Regions from separate parts of the Mus musculus genome. Here all the other regions are linked to region 2. The links are chromatin contacts, called in public HiChIP or PLAC-seq and promoter capture Hi-C maps. All regions are on one chromosome and are shown on one strand. Each heading gives the region's core, a stretch centred on a gene start, on an enhancer-like site or on the middle of the called end of the contact. The rest is flanking DNA. Distances are from core to core; before and after follow the strand shown. Region 1 overlaps Zbtb20 (zinc finger and BTB domain containing 20). Region 2 overlaps Zbtb20 (zinc finger and BTB domain containing 20). Region 3 overlaps Zbtb20 (zinc finger and BTB domain containing 20).

Region 1 (3,605 bases), core at 507-3,006, 460 kb before region 2:
CTTACTCTCTCATTAGTTAATAACCATGGCTCTGTCTTCACCATGAACTTATGGTTTATGAACTTACCTCACTTCTTTTAAACCACACTCATCTGTTTATTATTTCTGATCTCTGTTAAGTTATTCTCAACTTCCTGACTTCATCTGTCCTAAGAAATATTCTACTAGGCCCTTCTGCCACTGACGATTCAGTGGATGCCAAAGATGGCGAGCCACGTTTATATGAAAGGGAAAGAGACACCTAGTCTGGAAAGTGAGGTAGAAAATTATCAGGCTCCACTCTTGCCTGACCCAGGGAAACCAGTGCTTGGTAGTAGATGCTAGAAGCTATCTATCAATGGGTGCTGACAACAGCTCTTTATATTTATGTTAACAGTGTCGGGGATTGTTTAGAATATTTTCACTTGCTGGCCACTGGGTGTCCTCATTTACAAAGTAAATATGCAACATTTAGTGCAGGTCACCAGGGAGAATAAAAGCCACTAGTCTTCTCTTTGGCTTTTCACATACTGGGTCTAAATTTATTGCTAAACTCACAACCAGGTTGTATATTAGTAATGTTTAAAAGTTTTCAGGTCAAACTGTTAAAAGTTTTTAAACCAAAAACAAGTTATTCAGTGTCCAGACAGGAATTTAAAAGGCTGTTTCTTCACAGAAGGGACTGTGATGCAGCCATTAGAATGAGCCCTTATTCCTCTGAAAACTGGCATGAGACTGTGACTATCTGCAGAGATCCAGCATAGAGAAGCAGAGAAGATCTTAATTTATTCTCAAAAAGAGAGAGAGAAAATACCAAATATCTCTATGGGATATTTGTTAGATTCTTCTTCTTTTTTTTATCTTGACTTTTCTGAAAAGTAATTAAAAATAATAATGAGAAAGATAAAATATGTCCTTTGTCTGAGAAGCCCAAAATAATGTAAAAAATAGCACAACGTGCTGGGTCAGCATCATGACTATTAATCATTTCACATTTGAAGCCAGAGAACAGAGTCGGGCCTTTGTGGACCAGTTATTTCATCTATAAATGAAGATGTTTATGCTCCATGGGGTTGTCTTGGGAGAAGCCAAGCAGAGTCCTAAGGCACACTGGGCTCCTGGGATGAGAGACTGCATATGAGAGGGGCTGAGGACATTAATAACATTCTGTGGTTGCATCACAGCTGTGGATGACTTCGCTCTGATGGCAGATACGAATCAAGGCCAAAGCTTGTACAGCCAACAAATATTTCCTGGCTTGGTCATTCTAGGGCTCTGAGGTCGACATGCTCTTGCAACCACTTTCTATGCGTGCTGATCTGATTTTCTGCTTTTCCACAACTCTCCCTGTCTCCTCACTTTGCTTATAGTAATGAAGGAATTCTTTCCTTTTCACGCCAGAAAATATTTCTGCCCTACAATCCTGCTAACTCCTCAAAGTGGAGACAGAGCTACTATTAAGAGTAGAAGGGGACTTGCCTTCAAATGTCATACTTGGCTAATTAGCTAATCTTTCTCAAAAGTAAACTTCGCTGGGATAATTTTTTCACTAGTGTACATCTCTGCTTAATTATTATTCTTTGGCATGTCATTTTGGTATATAAATTATCAACATGATCCTGTGCCATAACTGGTAATTTATACAGATAATATCAGGGAAAGAGGAAGCTCTCTGAGCTATTCACTGCTTTTCAGAGATAGATGGTCTTGCCTTTGCTGGCTTTGCTTACCAGGGTTTTTGCTTGTAAAAGACCACCCACTCCTGCTGCCAGGACAGCAATCTATGGCTCTTAATCAATAGTTAAGTGCACAACAATGCACAATAGCTGGGTCACTCTCATCCTGTGACTGTACAAAAGCTTCACAATGCCTTTGCAGTAGATGGAGAAGTCTCCACTTTAGTTTAAAGATCTTTAAGTTCCTAGGATTGAGACTATTTTCCAAGTCTTTAATTAGTAGAGTCATGTTTGAACTACTGTAACCTCGAAGACACATATCTGCAGAGTCCTTCTGATCATATTTTACCCTAAGAGCTTTCCCACTTTGGCTTCCTTGGTTTGCTCCTCTAATTTCACTTTCAAAACTTCTTGAGGCTCAGTGGCTGAACACTACACAGCATGGGCCTTATCTGATGTGCCGGCGCCTGGTGTGGCCTAAGACACACTGGTGTTTTGTTCTTACAGTACGGAACTGATGTTCTGAAACCTAGACTCCAACACAAAGCAGATCATTAGCTCATTTAAGTGTCTCTTTCTTTCCTCCCAGCCTCCTCCTACCCACCCCAATACTTCCTTAGTCTTATGTACTGGCAGCAGATGGCAACCATATTCCAAAGCTGAGTATATACAAAATCATGCCATGGAGAACAGAGTGGCTTCAAAGTTAGCCTTTCTATTCAAGTGGGATGGCAGAGACTTCTGGAACAGGGGACTCATCTCTCGTTCACTTAATCCTCTATTCATTCAGCCAGGAATTTGTTTTCTTACACATCTTTCTACTGTCCAGCCAGTTGAAGGAGGGTGGGTGTGAAGCAACTCTCTTGAGGGCCCCTCCAGCAGGAGGGCCCTAAGATTCTATGCCAAGCTCTTATTTCCCTGGGCCAGCTCTGCCTGCTGCGGATCCAATCATGCCATTCCCAGGGGAGGAGCTCTGGAGCATTGTGTGTGGGGGCTGGATTTCTCAAGAACCATCTCCTTGCTATACTAACAGTCATATGCTGCCTTCGCCAGACAAAGACTGGACCTGGGAAGATGATGAGACAAGAAAGAATGGTTGGGGCTGCACAAAACTGTACCCCATTTGACAGTGATGGAAAGCAGAAGTGGGAGATCTTTCCTTTTAGTTATTGCAAGGTTTTCTAGAGCTTTCACCCAATCATCTGTTTGAGCATCTTGTGAAGAACATCTATTTTCATATCTATGAACAAACAGGCACCAGATTATATTACAAAGTTGACCTTAACCCTGCCATATTGCTATTAAAATCAAAACATGTAGCGGTCTATGATCAAGAGAAAGCACTCTGTTTTCCCAGCATACAAACCTGAGGGTATCTGGGATGCACTTTGTTATGTAGGTCTGCTGAGTGGAAAAATTCAATTCAATATTATAACCCTGCAATATGCTCAGTAGTACAGTTCCCTGAGCTGCCCTATCTCCTTCAGTCATCCATTCTGCAAACACTGGCTGAACACCTACTATGGCTAAGCACTTTACTGGATCCAAGAGATGAGGAAATGGACAACAGCAGAGTTTGCCTGGATAAAACAGGCATTCAACATTTTAGCTGGGGCTGACCATTCAGCGGCACAGCAACTGCCTAGCAAGTGTGGGGCAACAGGTCCGCTTCCCAGAATGACAAAAATGAATGTATGAATAAGTAAATAATAAATTATTAAAATAAGGAGTTACAAGAACTGGCAAGGAGCCTTTGAGATGGATCAGTGGATGGAGATACTTGCTACTCCAGCTGATGACCTGAGTCCAACCCATGCCTCTATACGATGGAAGAAAAGAACGAGTAAGTTATCCCTGGCTTCTACACACATGCTGTGGAGTATGTGTGTGTCCCCTCCTCACATGTAATGCTTTTTTTAAAGCTGCCAGAGCATGGATGTTATGGCTAAC
Region 2 (3,756 bases), core at 25-2,524:
GTGTAGCCCGTATTTAGTGATCTGAGAATGAAATTTCATTTCATGCAAGCAAATGGTTTTGCTCTCCCAATCAACGAAGAGCTTCATCATGTGGGAACCATCATTACAAGGGAATGTGAATGACAATTTTAAACAAATGGATTATAATAGAAACGTCTAACAAAGGCTATTTTTCATAATGATATTGCCATTAGAAGAAAGTTAAGGTCTTTCTTTTCACTTAACTTATGAGAAAGAAGAAAGGCGGTTGGGGGGGGGGGAAATGAATGAATGAATGAATATCTTTTGCTTCATAGTTACCCTTCATGCTGCTTAGGAACTCCACTTAAATGTGTCACTTAGGCCTAAACATACAAAGCTTACTCCTAGCGATGAGCATCGTGGCTTTGCTGGGGTTGAAGAGGGTGTGGGAATTTTAAGAGTCTATTTTTGAGCACTACATCTGTGAAACATATGAAATTCATTTGGCCAAAGCAGCATTGTAAAACTAACATTATCAAGGGACTTTTCCTGGGAGAAGAACATCACAGTGACTGTATAGAGGACATGTAGGAATCTTTCCTTCAGAGAAAGGGAGGTGGTGGTTGGAGCATGAAGGAGACTAGGTGGATACTGCTTCCAACTGGATCTTACTTACACTGCCCTTCCATAGCACTTAGTGATGGTATAGGGAAGAAGTCTGACCTCACCATGGACTTTGATGCTTTAGTTATAGTGTGACACACCCACTGAGCCAAGTGTGGGCATCTTCTCTGGGGTTATCTGTACCTTGTGGGACTTGAGAAAGTACTTCCAGAATGACTCACTACTCAATGCACATTAAACAAAGACATCTTGCCAGTGAAATAACATAACCAGCCCAGATACTTTCTAACTTCCTGAGGTAAAGTATCTCATTGGCAGATTCATTCTCATTTTCCCTAATCCATACTCCACCAAACCAATACAAAAAGAACAGGAAGAGAAAATAAACGTAAGAAAAACAATTAGCTAGTGCCCTCTTCAAAGCCTGTAACATTATCTAGAACAACAGCACGGCCATTGTTTGTGCTGCCCAAGCCCTGCATGTCTGCTAGCTTACCCGATGTCCTGAGGGAATAATAAACTAAGCAGATTAGATGTAGACTGATTTGTTCACGCCATCACTGCCTCACACAACACACACACTGTTCTGAGTGTCTGAACACATGCGGGCAGGTAAACCCAGAAAATGGGCACTCCGTGTTGGCAGGAGGGGAAGAGGCTGCCAACAAACAGGGCCTGTTTATTATTTAACAGTTGGTACTGCTAGAGGCCTGGCACAGCTATAGAGCACTCTCTGTTTCACTGCAAGTCAGCCTGATTATGAGAGCGTGTGAGCCAAATTGTGTTTACCATAGTCTGTGAGAACTTCAGTGCCCCCAACAGACATGGAAATTCTTACAATAGCTCTCATCCAAACAGAAAATCATCCCTGAGATGGAGGTAAAGGGCTCCATGTGCTTAAATCTTGTCTCATCAGCTGGCTGTGGGTCTCCCCAGGCTTTTGCTTTTCACTTGTTCAAGATAAATCCTTCCTTTCCAATGCCACAGAATCTAACCCTCTGCTTTTGGTTGCTTTATTTTGGGACCTACATGAACCAAATACCATGGGAGTCACGCACCTACTTGTATTGCTTAAGCCATCCTGCAAGTGTGGCTTTCCAGCCAAAGCCTCTGCTGCCCAGGACAGCTACCCCCTGCTTCTCCTTCGCCGGGGCTGCCTCTGCAGTCAGTCTCTTGTCTGCCAACATGGGCCACAGGTGGATGCCTTCCTACAAATCCAATCAGTGGGATAATGTGCTACTATCACAAGAGTGGACCTTAATGACAAAGAGCCCTGCTTAGATGGTCACCCCATTAACTCTGATTCGATTATTCTGCCCCAGAAGAACACTTGGCTTCACAACCACAGATGGCACCTGCCCAACAGAAAACCTGTAGACAAAGTACTCGCATGTGGTTCATATGTTGTCAAAATATTAAATTTGATGTTAAAAAAATACATGTGTCATAAGAACTCAGAGGCACTGGCTCCCTAGGAAAACCCTCACTGCGTTTTTTTAAAGGCAATCTGTGGCAAGAGCACAAGACTGCTGTGTTAACCAGGCAACATGGATAATCTAATCAATTCCTTTAAAATTTAACATAAATCAATATTCCCTTTAAGTATAAGACCCTGAGGTTTTGTCCTGCATATTCAACTTAAGCAATCTTTGAAACTTTATATAATTTATTTCTATACAACTGTTTATATATTCAAAATAAAACTGACTACAAAGAAACTAGTTCAATATTTTGAACATAAACAATATCTTGGACATATTTTATCCTTAACCATGATTAGATATAACCAAAATGCTTCTAAAATTGAAAATAAAGGCAAACCACTTATCTTACTCATGACTGTATAAACTAATTTTTGTTATTTGTTCTTTTTGTTTGTTTGTTTTGCTTTATTTTGTTTTGTTTTTCAAGACAGGGTTTCTTTGTGTAACCCTGGCTATCCTGGGTCTTACTCTGTAGCCCATGCTGGCCTTGAACTCAGAAATCCACCTATCACTGACACACCAGTGCTGGGATTGAAGGTGTGAGCCACTACTGTATGGCTTGTTCTTTATTTCTTAATTATAGCTAACATAAATATGCTGAGTTATACAAGTATGGTCGGTTTTAAATATTTTCTCAATTTTAAGTGCCACTCAAAGAAGACAATGTTTATCATTAAGTAAAAGTATAATTTTATATTTCACACTATGGTAGTTTTCAAAGACAGTAGTTATCTCTAGGTTATAGATTATGTTCTTCTAAATTAAACAAAACTTAATGATCAAGAAATTTATGCACGACCATAGCTGGTACTGATAATCACTTCCTCCTCTAACCTAGCAAACACTAGGCGAGAGCCTCCAAACCTCCTCTATATAACAATGCTCATATAGTTAGCAGAAAACGGGCTCTGCCACTGTCACAACCATGAGCAAAACAAACAGGTAGGAAGAAGACCATATTGTTCTATGTGTAATGACACTGCATCCTAAAGGGAGCTGTGAAGGACAGCTCACTCTTTTCACACTCACTCACACACATATGCACACACGTACATGCCATAGTATGTATATATACAGGTACATATATATTTGGTGGTAGTTCTTCAACATGAATTTCTTACTTATTTTGTAGCTCTTTGGTGATTTTTATTTATGTAAATTCACTTATCTGAATTTAAACTGAAAGTTTTAACTTAATCTAAAGAAAATGTTATATTAAGCTTAAACTTAATTCATTTCTTGAGTTAATTCTCCACTCTCTTTTTACTTTTATGTATTTGTAGGTGTTTTTTATAATTTAGTAATTGTCAACTGATACTAGATTGTTTAGCTTTTTATTCTCTTAAAAAGAAAATAAATTCTGAATTATTAATGTATCCTCTTTAATTTTCTTATTTATAATTTACAAAATTATTTTAACAAAATTCTCCTTCCTGTTTTGCAGATTCTTGTTATTTTTTCCTGCACCCATCTTGCTGAGTTGAATGTAATGCATTCATTTTAATTTTTTCTAGTAGTCAGACTAGCTAACTTTATGGATTCTGAACGGTATTTTATCTATATTCACATGTTCTCATTTCACTGTAAATTCTATAATGTTTCTTTAAAAAATAAACTTAATTGAAAGAGTTTATTCTTGGCAGTATTGCTGGGACTGAATAAATAAACTAGTGCTGGAGACTGAACC
Region 3 (3,226 bases), core at 170-2,669, 380 kb before region 2:
CTCTCCTGGTTAATTTTGGCTTTAAGTATATTGATCACTTTATCATTTTCTTGTGTTAAACTGCTTTAAACACAGCACAAATGTTACTCTCATCATGCCAGAAATGGGGTTGGAATTGATTTTGAGTTTCCATTAATTTTACTCTTTGCTCTCTATGAGAAGTTTTTCACTTGTTTAAACTCAGAAAGATACTTTTGTTCAAAAGATGTGTCAGTGCGATGACAAGGGAGTCTCTGCTGGCCTGGGAACCTCAGATGTCTACAGAAGGAAGAAGTTATCAAATTCACTGCCATGGACTTTGCTGAAATTAGTGAAGACTCATTCATCCTAATGCAGTTTCAAGGGCTTCCTCCCTCTTCTCTTCACAGAAGAGCTCAGCAAAGCACACATCTCCTAAGAAGCCCCCCTGATTGGTCCGGGCTGGCACTGTTTCAGTGTTTGGCCTACGGCGGCTGCTTAGGAATAATTTTCTCTCATCCTCTCTATTTTCCTGGACTGTATCAAACTCAGACACGTGGTGTGCAAAGGAAATCCAAGGCCTTAAAAATGCTTTTTATTTTGGTAGTAAGGCCATTGCCAGTTCTGTTTTGGCCAAATGATCTTATCAAGATTTAACAAGAGATTCTCAATAACACCTCTAATCTGTGAGAAGACATTAGATCAAGGAAGATAATTTATTCCATCTTGCATACATCTACCTTCCTTCCTGGCACCAAGGAGGGACAATGATCAAACTTAGTATTGGTACTGAAGATAATACAAAGTGACAAGAATGCTATGGCAATTACTCATTTTGATTAATTTAAAAATTGATAAATAAGTGGGTTTTTTTCTATATTACAGCAGACACTAGAGATCCATTTTCGGTCACTGTTGGGTATTTCTGCTCCTATAAAGGCACCTTACAAATCTGCTGTGCTGTCCACAGTACTGTCACAATTCGTCAGATTCTCTAGACTAACTAGATGAAACAACTGCATTTCAGCATTAAGATTCCTTTTCGGAGTCAAATAAAAGGAGAGCCGTACAGTTCAAACAGCTTGAAAGGCTTGTCACAAACACAGCCAAACCTGTACACATTATCTGTTTTTCTAGGTTTGGAGTACCAGTCTATAAAGTACCAGTCCCTTGTATGGTAACTGGGTTTTACTTCACACTTAGGAGTATTCAAACCCACAGGGAGAAGTTTAGATAGGTAAACTTCACTTCCTACCCTATCTATCTTTACTGCTCCCCTGCAGTTTTGTGTTTCGGAACACATGCTTCATGCCTTTAAAAAGTGCCAGGAAATCTCTTCCTGCAGCTACACAAGCTTTGGTTTTATGTGTGTATCATGACACACCTTAATACAGAGAGTCCCAGCAACTGCAGTGGGACTTTAATTTAAATCCAGACTTAGGGCGAAGAGCTCCATCTACTGAATCAGTTAGATCCTCGCTGGCACCCTAGAGTTATCCCCTTCAGTACTCTAACACTGAGAAGCCCTGTAGAGAACAGAGAAGTTACAGACATGACCGGCAAAAACTAGCTGTGAGCCTAATGCTCTTTTTGATATTTCCCAGATGCCCTAAGACCCCTTTCCTTTGTCCTTCCCAGTTTTCAAAGCTTTCCATGTTTCAATATAGAACAGAAGCGGGTGCTCTGCCATGTGAACCATCTCTCAGAAGCAATAGAAAGCCATTGGCATTGAAGGGAGAGCCTCAAGTAAGTGAAGGAAAGATACGCGAAGAAAATCCCTGTCCCTGGCAGACTGAATAAACCAGGAAAATTCAGAGAAAAGGATAGCTTCCTTACCCCCTACCTTGTATGATTGCTGAAAGGCTCCAGCCCCCAGGATCAGCTCTCTGGGCCCCTCCTTGGCTGCACAGTGTTGCTGTGGCATTGAAAATTTGCTGTGGCTTCCTAAGATTATAGGGAAATGCTCCAGCAAGCCAAAAAAGTCACAAACAAAAATTCAAAGGAAATAAAAAAAAAAAAAAAACCAAAAAAAAAAAAAAAACCTCCCAAAAACCAACAACAACAAAAAATCCAACCCACCAGCATAAAGCAGCTGATTTTATTGGAGAAGGTCTTGGCATGTTCCTCCATATGCCACAATTTTCTTTGGTCCTTCCTAGGTCTATGATCAGAAAACTCATTGTGCCATCCTTACTAGCGCCGTTTTTCTCAGGGTTGCTGATGGCACAGCATGGACAAATGGATCCAGGAGAAGCAAGCTAAAGAGCATATAGATGTCCTGTTCACTTGAAAGCTTTCCAGGAGATCACAGTTTTACAAGTTTCTTTCTCAGAATATCAGTGACATAGAGAAACATATACTCTGTCTAGCTTAGAGAAGAATAAATCAAAATTAAAGAAAAAAACAAACAAAAAACCAAACCACTTGTTAACACACTAACAGATACGGAACACAGCAAGTGGTATTTGAATAAACTTCAACATTAATATATCTGCATAAAATGGAGGAGTGTGTAAAACCTATGAAATATAAATTAAGGTAACTTATAAGGATATAAATATATGTTTATAAACATATAATAATCAGAACTAACAGTTTATAGGATTTTAAAATTACAGAAAAATGATAAAAGTTCGCGGATTCTTTTTCTTTTATATAAAAATATAATTAACATAAATATTAAGTGTCTTTGTGTATCTTTTATTGTATATGTAAGTATGCATTAATATGTTTATCTATAACTATATACAGACACACACAGACACACACACACACACACCTGCATAAAGTTATACCGATTGGCAATAAAAGGTAGTAGGTTGAAAGAAAGTTAAAACTCTGAATTACTTCAAAGTGGGTATTGCAAATATCAATAGGCTACCTATAGGCTTCTTAATATTTCTTTTTTAACACGCTGAATTTTCAAATTTGATCTTAAAGCACACAAAGAAGACAGAATTAGAAAATCACTGCATAGCAAAATATATTCTGTTAAAAACCGATCAGTCACATTTATTATAATGTTTAAAATTCATGAACTTAAAATACAAAAACAAAACAAAACAAAACAACAACAAAATCCAAACAGCTAATTAGATTTGTTTTACAAATCTTTTCAAGACAAGTTCACTTCCGAGTCACAAGTATGAGAAATTTCATCCTCGAGGGTAACTTGTTTGAATAGTTAAAAAGGCCTCCCAAAATGAAAACCAAATCTCTACCATGACTATAACAGAGAGCTAATGACGAACTGCACTCGAGCAGGAGC

Evidence for each region. Promoter capture Hi-C pulls out the DNA fragments that hold promoters and counts their contacts. HiChIP or PLAC-seq counts read pairs in DNA pulled down with a chosen protein or histone mark.
Region 1: a contact with region 2 is called in a promoter capture Hi-C map of neural stem cells. The contact joins two enhancer-like sites. A contact is called at or near these places in 1 of 39 promoter capture datasets (neural stem cells) and 1 of 484 Hi-C or Micro-C datasets (the N1E-115 cell line).
Region 3: an H3K4me3 HiChIP or PLAC-seq map of forebrain shows a contact between it and region 2, with 5 times the contacts expected there. The contact joins two enhancer-like sites. A contact is called at or near these places in 3 of 115 datasets of contacts at active chromatin or transcription factors (embryonic basal ganglia, embryonic forebrain and forebrain) and 2 of 9 other capture datasets (adipose tissue and liver).

The regions. Positions count from the first base shown.
Region 1 is chr16:43,589,827-43,593,431 of GRCm38.p6, reverse strand. All of the region lies in intron 9 of Zbtb20 (zinc finger and BTB domain containing 20), which reads right to left. Among named protein-coding and RNA genes, the nearest start is that of Mir568, 49 kb to the left of the region's middle. Within about 2 kb of position 1,756, at least 71 of the 459 cell types and tissues checked have an H3K27ac peak or open chromatin away from gene starts, as enhancers often do. A contact at or near this core is called in the N1E-115 cell line and neural stem cells, where this site is marked.
Region 2 is chr16:43,128,254-43,132,009 of GRCm38.p6, reverse strand. All of the region lies in intron 2 of Zbtb20 (zinc finger and BTB domain containing 20), which reads right to left. Among named protein-coding and RNA genes, the nearest start is that of Gm25873, 3.9 kb to the right of the region's middle. Within about 2 kb of position 1,274, at least 73 of the 459 cell types and tissues checked have an H3K27ac peak or open chromatin away from gene starts, as enhancers often do. A contact at or near this core is called in the N1E-115 cell line, forebrain and neural stem cells, where this site is marked.
Region 3 is chr16:43,508,929-43,512,154 of GRCm38.p6, reverse strand. All of the region lies in intron 5 of Zbtb20 (zinc finger and BTB domain containing 20), which reads right to left. Among named protein-coding and RNA genes, the nearest start is that of Gm15713, 90 kb to the right of the region's middle. Within about 2 kb of position 1,419, at least 37 of the 459 cell types and tissues checked have an H3K27ac peak or open chromatin away from gene starts, as enhancers often do. A contact at or near this core is called in forebrain, where this site is marked.